Linked DNA regions of Zea mays: region 2 is linked to region 1. Evidence: chromatin contacts called from public Hi-C data. All regions are on one chromosome and are shown on one strand. Each heading gives the region's core, a stretch centred on a gene start, on an enhancer-like site or on the middle of the called end of the contact. The rest is flanking DNA. Distances are from core to core; before and after follow the strand shown.

Region 1 (3,560 bases), core at 600-3,099:
GCCTATTTATGTAATCAATGGATGAGAAATAAAGCAGACAAGAATTAGAAGGGAGAAACCCTCCTCTTGCTCGGCCGTGGGCAGAGGCTCCCGGTCGGTGTTCCTGCCCATCGATACACCTCTCCATCTGGTATCAGAGCCTCACCGATCTAGCGACCATAACATATACACATGAAATTTTTACTAAATTTCTGGATCAATTAATAGCCTCCAGATATCATTGTTTTATTCAAGGTATAACAGATGGTGAGGAGTACAAAGTATTTACCATTAGTAGCCTATCTGGAAAGGAACGGTTGGTTCATTTCAACAAGTCAAGTTTGATTGGGAGGTGCTCATGTAAATTATTTGAGTCTCACGACATCATGTGCTGTCACATCATACAAGTTCTTAGAGCAGAGAGACAAATTGAATTACTAGACTATTATATTATGACAAGATGGCAGAAACGGTGTAAAAGGTTTGTCTTCTATATTCCTCTATGAAATTGGGACATGTAAGTTTCAAGTGATGTTTTAAATCTTTTCTTCATGCAGGGCTGTTTTCTTTGATGATGAAGGTAACATACTAGAAGACGTAGCTTCAAATCCCAATGAGGTGGCAACACGAAAAAAATTTCAGAAGCGCGCAACATGTTTGAAGATCTTATCCAAATGGCAAAGCAATCCAATGAAGGAATGGACATTTTAACTTCCAGTTTGTTAAATCTGCAAGCAGCTGTCAGAGTCATGGTGCCTTCTGTTATCAGTACCAAACATGATGAAATTGAGTCTTTTATTGGTACAAAAATTCCAAATGAAGTAGTCATACACCCACCTAATCATGTGAAGTCAAAGGGGAGATGCAAAAGAATTAAGAAAAGCAAGGAGACAAAGTCTGTAGGCAAGGGAAAAGCCACTCGTACATGCAGCAGTTGTAAGCAAATAGGGCACAGTCCCTTAATATTGCTTTGTGTCATCCTGTCTTGTTTGATTTGAGTTGGTAGTGCATTCACAACAATGTCAATGAGAACAATGTGATACGAGCAAATTTTACTTTCATTCAGATTTGCTTTCTTTACAATCCACAATAGTGCTACAATATCTAATTCTATGTGCTATACAATATCTAATTCGATATCCTATACAATCTCTAATTCTTTGTGCTATACAATATCTAATTTTCTATGCTATACTATCTCAGTAGCAATCCTGGAAGCATCAGTACCGTGTGATGCGCTAGTCTTTTGAAAGCATCAGTAATAATTCTGGAAGCAAGCAAACCGTTCCGGCGCCCTGATCATTTCATTCATTACAAATCTTGGAAGCATGATATTGCTGAAAGCATTGCACCATTGAATTTTCGGAAGCATTCTGGGAATAGTTAAACATTAAACAAACAAGACATAATATTGCTGTTTTTTTTCTTCTCTCAACCACTGAATGGCAGGAGTTTGCACCTGAACGACAGGAGGGTAGGGCGCTGGCTGGCTACAGGAAGTATAGGACGACGGTGTGGGGCCGAAGGAGGATGAGGAGGGCATAGGGGGCCGATGTTGCAGCAGTGTCTGGTCGGAGGTCGTCGAGGCGTCGTGCGTCGAGTGGCGGCACCTGGTCGGAGGTCATCGAGGTGTAGGTGCGTCGATGCGGCGCCTGGCCGGAGGCGGCGACGGAGAGGGCGAGGCTAAGTCAGAGGTGGCCAGGACAAGGCCAGGGCGGCGCATGGTCGGAGTTAGGCTGCGTCACTGGATCTAGCGATGACTGGATGGGGTTTGATTGCAGTTTGGATAATAGGTGAGGGGACTCATTGTAAAAGTGCAGCAGGGATGGGTTATACACGTTAGATATAGATCCAGTTACGGGCGTCGTGGTTTGCACAGTTTGCACGAGACGTGCAGTTTGCACCTGATCTGCAGCTGCAGGCCTGCAGCCCCCGAGTCCGAAATCGTTGGACGGGGAAAGGAAAGCGAAACAAGCCACGCTAAGCAAGATGCACCGAAACCCTCGCGCCGTCATCCGCGCCGCCGTCTCCCTCACCCGCCGGCCCCCCGCCGTTCCTGCCGCGGAGGCTCTCCAAACCCTGCCTAAAGCGACGCCCTCGCCTGCGCTTGGGGCGTGGCGGCCAGACCAGGCGGTGGGGCCTTTGGGTAGCGTCAGCCGCCGCCGCGCCTTCTCCTCCTCCGCGGCAGAGTATGGCAAGGATGTGGACGAGGTGAACCGCAAGTTCGCGGAGGCGCGGGAGGAGATCGAGGCGGCCATGGAGAGCAAGGAGACGGTCTACTTCAACGAGGAGGCCTCCATCGCGCGTGACGCCGCCAACGAGGCGCTCGCTGCTTTCGACGCGCTTTTAGCGCGCCTCCCGCCCACCGACGCCGACGCGCTCCGCCGCTCCATGGGGCTAAAGATGGAACAACTGAAGGCCGAGCTCAAGCAGCTCGAGGACTAGCCGACTAGGCTGCGGAAAGGTTTGAGTTTTGCGAGAAAATTTGGGCGGAATGTTTGGTTATACACCTGTTCTTTTGAGATAGAGATTCCTAGGTGTTCCGCTTGGTGAATAAATTTTAGCACAACAATCTGTTGCATTGCCTGTTTCTGTTGGTTCTTGGTGAGAGGAGATCCGAAGCTAATTTGTAATGTGCCTGGTTTACCACCTTCACATGATTGGCCACTGTTGAGGCCTTAAATTGATTTGATAGAAGTTAGACCGATGCGTTCCTGTGTTGTTCGGATTAAACTTCATTTGCAATTTTTCTTCCTTGATTAATGTTTTGGTGCAACATGGATACTTCATTGTTCAGTATCTGTTGCCATGACATTGACAAAATTTTGAGCTACTTTGTTTTGTGTTCCTGAAACCAGGTTCTTCGATACCTTATGTTATCACACCTTTTACTGAAAAACAGGAAAAGCTAGACATTGATGTTTCTTGTGTACAAACTATGAACTGCGTTTGCATGCATGCGTGCTCTTAGTGATTCATGCTCTTTTCAGAACCTGAGGTTTTTCTCTTCAAATCTTAAGGTGAAGGAATGAAGCCATGTGAGGTGATTTAAAGCTATAAGCACTTAAGTATATATTGTTTGTAAGAACTGCTGATGAATCAGTTACTACCTATTAATCACAATAAGACCCGTTTGTTTTCTTTCGTTTTAAGGAATTGGAATCTAACTAATGGAGTAAGCTATTTTTTTATAATGTGAATTGATTATATAGATTTACATGTTACTTTTCTAATGTACAACTTATAACATACTTTTCTACTTGCTACTCTATAGTATAATTGTAGTGTATAATTATCTCTCTCTTAAGATTTAGGATAATATACAAATATATTAACTTAATTAGTTTGTGTCAAAATTATGATTATTAAAATGGAATTCGATTCCAACAAAACAAACGGGGCCTAAGAGATTTTTGCTTCCAGCTCTAACTATCATGGCTTGTCAAACTATTTTCGACAAAATTGGTATATGCATGAGTCATGATGCCTTGGTATCAGTTTGTAGTCATGATGCCTTGTGGTATCTATTTGTCAACTCTGGTTTTATCTGCTGCTGCAGAACATTTGAATAATTTTTTTAC
Region 2 (3,560 bases), core at 529-3,028, 140 kb after region 1:
CGGCGGACGATAGATGGTTTGCTGCTGAAATTTTTAGATGAGGAGGAGTCCAAAGTAGCTATGGGTGAGGTCCAAGAGGATATGTGTGGCACGCATCAGTCAGCCCATAAAATGAGGTAGATGCTAAAATGGGCAGGGTTTTATTGGCCGACCATGATGGAGGATTGTTTTAGATATTTCAAAGGGTGTGAGGCATGTTAAAGGTTTGGGGATATTCAGTCAGCGCCAACTAGCATGTTGCATCCTATTATAAAGTCGTGGCCTTTTAGAGGCTGGGGTTTAGATTTTATTGGTGAAATTCATCCATCTTCTTCTAGGGGCATCGATTTGTGTTAGTGGCTACCGATTATTTTACTAAATGGACTGAAGTTGTGCCTTTAAAAAAATAAGGAGTTGATTAATTTTGTATTAGAGCATATTGTGTACAGATTTGGCATTCCGCAGACATTAACAATAGATCAAGGAGTTGCTTTTATGTCTCACCAATTTAAAGAATTTGCCAAGTCTTTGCAGATTAAGTTGTTGAATTCGTCGCCATATTATGCACAAGCTAATGGGCAGGCCGAATCTAGCAACAAAGTGTTGATCAGGTTGATAAAGAAGAAGATTGCAAAAAAACCAAAGAGGTGGCATGAAGTACTGTCCGAGGCATTGTGGGCTCATAGAGTTTCTCGATATGGAGCAACCAAAGTGACGCCATTTGAATTGGTGTACGGGCAAGAAGCAGTGCTCCCTATTGAAGTAAATCTGCAAGCTTGTTGAGTGGCTCAACAGGGTGGGTTATCAGCTGTAGTATATGGTGAGCTAATGCTAGACAGAATTGATGGGAATAATGAAAGTCGATTAACAGCCTTAAGGGAAATAGAGAAGGAAAAGCTGAGAGTAGCGAAAGCTTATAATTAAAGGGCGAAGGAGAAATCGTTTCAGATTGGAGAATTGGTATGGAAAACGATTTTACCCGTGGGATTTAAAAATAATAAATTCGACAAATGGTTGCCGAATTGAGAAGGACCATTCAAAGTTGTAGGTATTATGCACGGGAATGCATATTTCGTTGAGGATTTGCAAGGAAAGAAATTACCCAAAGCCCTCAACGGTAAGTATTTGAAAAAGTACTATCCTAGCGTGTGGCAGGGGGCATGCTAAGATTTGAAACTAGTAGCAGAGTTAGATTCTCCTTATAGTTAGAGCCGGGTATAATCTAAGAATGCTTATACTGGCTAAGGTGAGCAGACCGTATGAGCACATAATAGCACATGTAGAATCGATTTGGGGAAGGATGTACCTTTCGGTGAGTGCTCTGCGGATGGAGGCCGATTGCTGGCAGCGGACGGCCGGTTGGAGGAGTTTCAAGTTTGGGCGCTTGGAGATTTGAGCTGGCGGAGCTGTGTTCGAGGATCTCTACGTTTCGGAGCAGGCGCACTCAAGCCACGCACTGTTGTTGAAGATGAGCCGCCCTGAGTCGCTTGCATAGTTGTCTCCGTGTTGCAGTATGGCTCGAGCCTTCATACCAACCAACGCCAAATCGATGGTGCCGCGCACACGCGCACAGCCGTCGTCGCACTAGGTCGATCCGGCCGTAGTCGCGCTGGTCGCAGCACCGGAGGTAGCCATGACGCTCTCGAAATGATGACGCGACCCGTAGGGAAAGCCTATGTGGTCATCACAGCACACCAAATTTCTTGGAACCCTAGCAGTGGCCGATGGATGCGAAGATGTTGGTCAGAGCGTCGATGCGCTGGAGAACAAAAAAGGTAAGGGGCTGGACGTACAGGTCGTTTGGGCTGATTTCAGTATGGGAGATGGGCCAAAGATTGTTAGTGGCTGAAGACATGGCCGATGGGTGTCATCGTCCTAAAAGAAAAAAAGAGAAAATATTATATATATATATATATCATGATTGAGAGCCGATTTAATATTGAATCGTTGCTAAGTTGTGTTTTTCGACACACTATGTTCATTCGAAAAACATGGGGCATGTATTGAATGCAATATTTGTGGTGTTGTTAGTGCAGAAGATATCCAGAGCCACCTGCCAAAAGAAAGCAGAGGAAGAAAAAGAAAAAAAAATTAGCCGGTGTATGGATATACGGTGGTATACAGCCAGAAAAAGTGGAAGAAGGGCACCCGTACAAGCATCTACGAATGACCAAATTGGCGTGGCCACAAGCACTAAAGTTTGTTAGGATTATTATTCATTTAGATTAAATTAGTTTCTATTTTCTAGAGTGGGTCAGTTTTATGCTCGGTCAGGGATAGACTAGAAAGGTAGGTTGTTTAGATTTTTATGGAGTCAGTTCCTATTTTCTAGAGTGAGTCGGTCGTAGATGGATTATAAAGCCTTATTGTAATGATGCAGAGAGGGCAGAATCTACAATTATCATTTTATTTAATCTGCTATCTATTCTCTTTGTTCTTCTTTGGTGCTTTGCCGAGAAAAGCATTCGATTCTCTCTGTGTTGGTGACTCGTTCTCAAATACTATGAGTTAAGAACAAGGCAACACAGAAAATGTTAATCGGTAAAATCCTTCGTCCTTCGAAGCATTATTTCCCTTAGGATATAATGATTTTCGGACGAAGGTTATGAAGGGCGTACCTTCATAAACTCAATATATAATGACGAAGAATGAATCATAAGGAACATGAAGAATAACATAGACAATTATATATTATTATCAACTTATTCTTGTATTCTTATTATGAAGAAACAGAAATGACATTGAATTACAAATGTACATTCAGCTTGGAAAGAGATGAGAGTACAAGTGTGACGCAATAACAAATGCCCAGTCAGCGTGAACAGTACGGGGATACTGTTCACCTATTTATAGACACGGGACACAGCCCATACAAAATTACATTCATGCCCTTTACATTTGGTAGTAATTCTATAGTAATTCACCGAGGTCTGAATAGCCTTTTCATCTTTAAGTCGGTTTCATTTTCCGCTAGCGTGCCGAAGCTTTCCTGCTCACATCTTCGGCGTTGTATCAACCTTCGTATTGTTTTAGGCTTCTCCTACTGTGATTCCGACTCGAGTCCGAAGGTACCTGTTTACACATTATGCTCCAGAAATACTATTAAATCTTGTTTTTGAGGACCTTCGTAAGCCGAAGGCCCCCAACAGTAGCCCCTCGCAATATTAATTTGTTTTAAATAATAAATTTAGATTGCGACATGGACGAAGGATTTAAGCCGAAGGTCCGAAAAACACCTTCCCTTTGCTAGAATAGCAACATTCACTGACAGGCGGGGTCTTTCAATTTTCAACGCACTGGGTGTATATATAAGATCATACCGCAAGCTCATTTGGCACGCTCTCTTGCCACTTGCTCCCGCTCACTCAATCTTTAGCTTCCGCGCACCAAGATCTGCTTAACTTTTAAGTTTTTAAGCTTCGGCATTGGAAACAATTTTTTAGTGCATCCGAAGATGTCTGAAGATAAGAAGGCTGCTGCCGAGATGAAGCTGAGTCTCGATGAAGAGAAGAATCTGGGGTTTCTTATAGCAATGTCGAAGACCAATACAGAAAAAATCACCAAAGAGATTTTAGAAGGTT

The links. Hi-C and Micro-C count contacts between places; a contact is called where the count stands out from the background.
Region 2: a contact with region 1 is called in a Hi-C map of ear, with 2.8 times the contacts expected there. The contact joins the enhancer-like site here to the promoter of LOC100284446 in region 1. A contact is called at or near these places in 2 of 25 Hi-C or Micro-C datasets (ear and tassel).

What each region holds. Positions count from the first base shown.
Region 1 is chr8:91,358,666-91,362,225 of Zm-B73-REFERENCE-NAM-5.0, forward strand. LOC100284446 (late embryogenesis abundant protein) reads left to right here and starts at 1,850. Exons shown (of 1, transcript NM_001348983.1): 1 at 1,850-2,565. The coding sequence starts at 1,969. The coding sequence ends at 2,424.
Region 2 is chr8:91,497,918-91,501,477 of Zm-B73-REFERENCE-NAM-5.0, forward strand. No RefSeq gene overlaps it. Among protein-coding and RNA genes, the nearest start is that of LOC100277300, 100 kb to the right of the region's middle. Within about 2 kb of position 1,779, at least 9 of the 20 cell types and tissues checked have an H3K27ac peak or open chromatin away from gene starts, as enhancers often do. A contact at or near this core is called in ear and tassel, where this site is marked.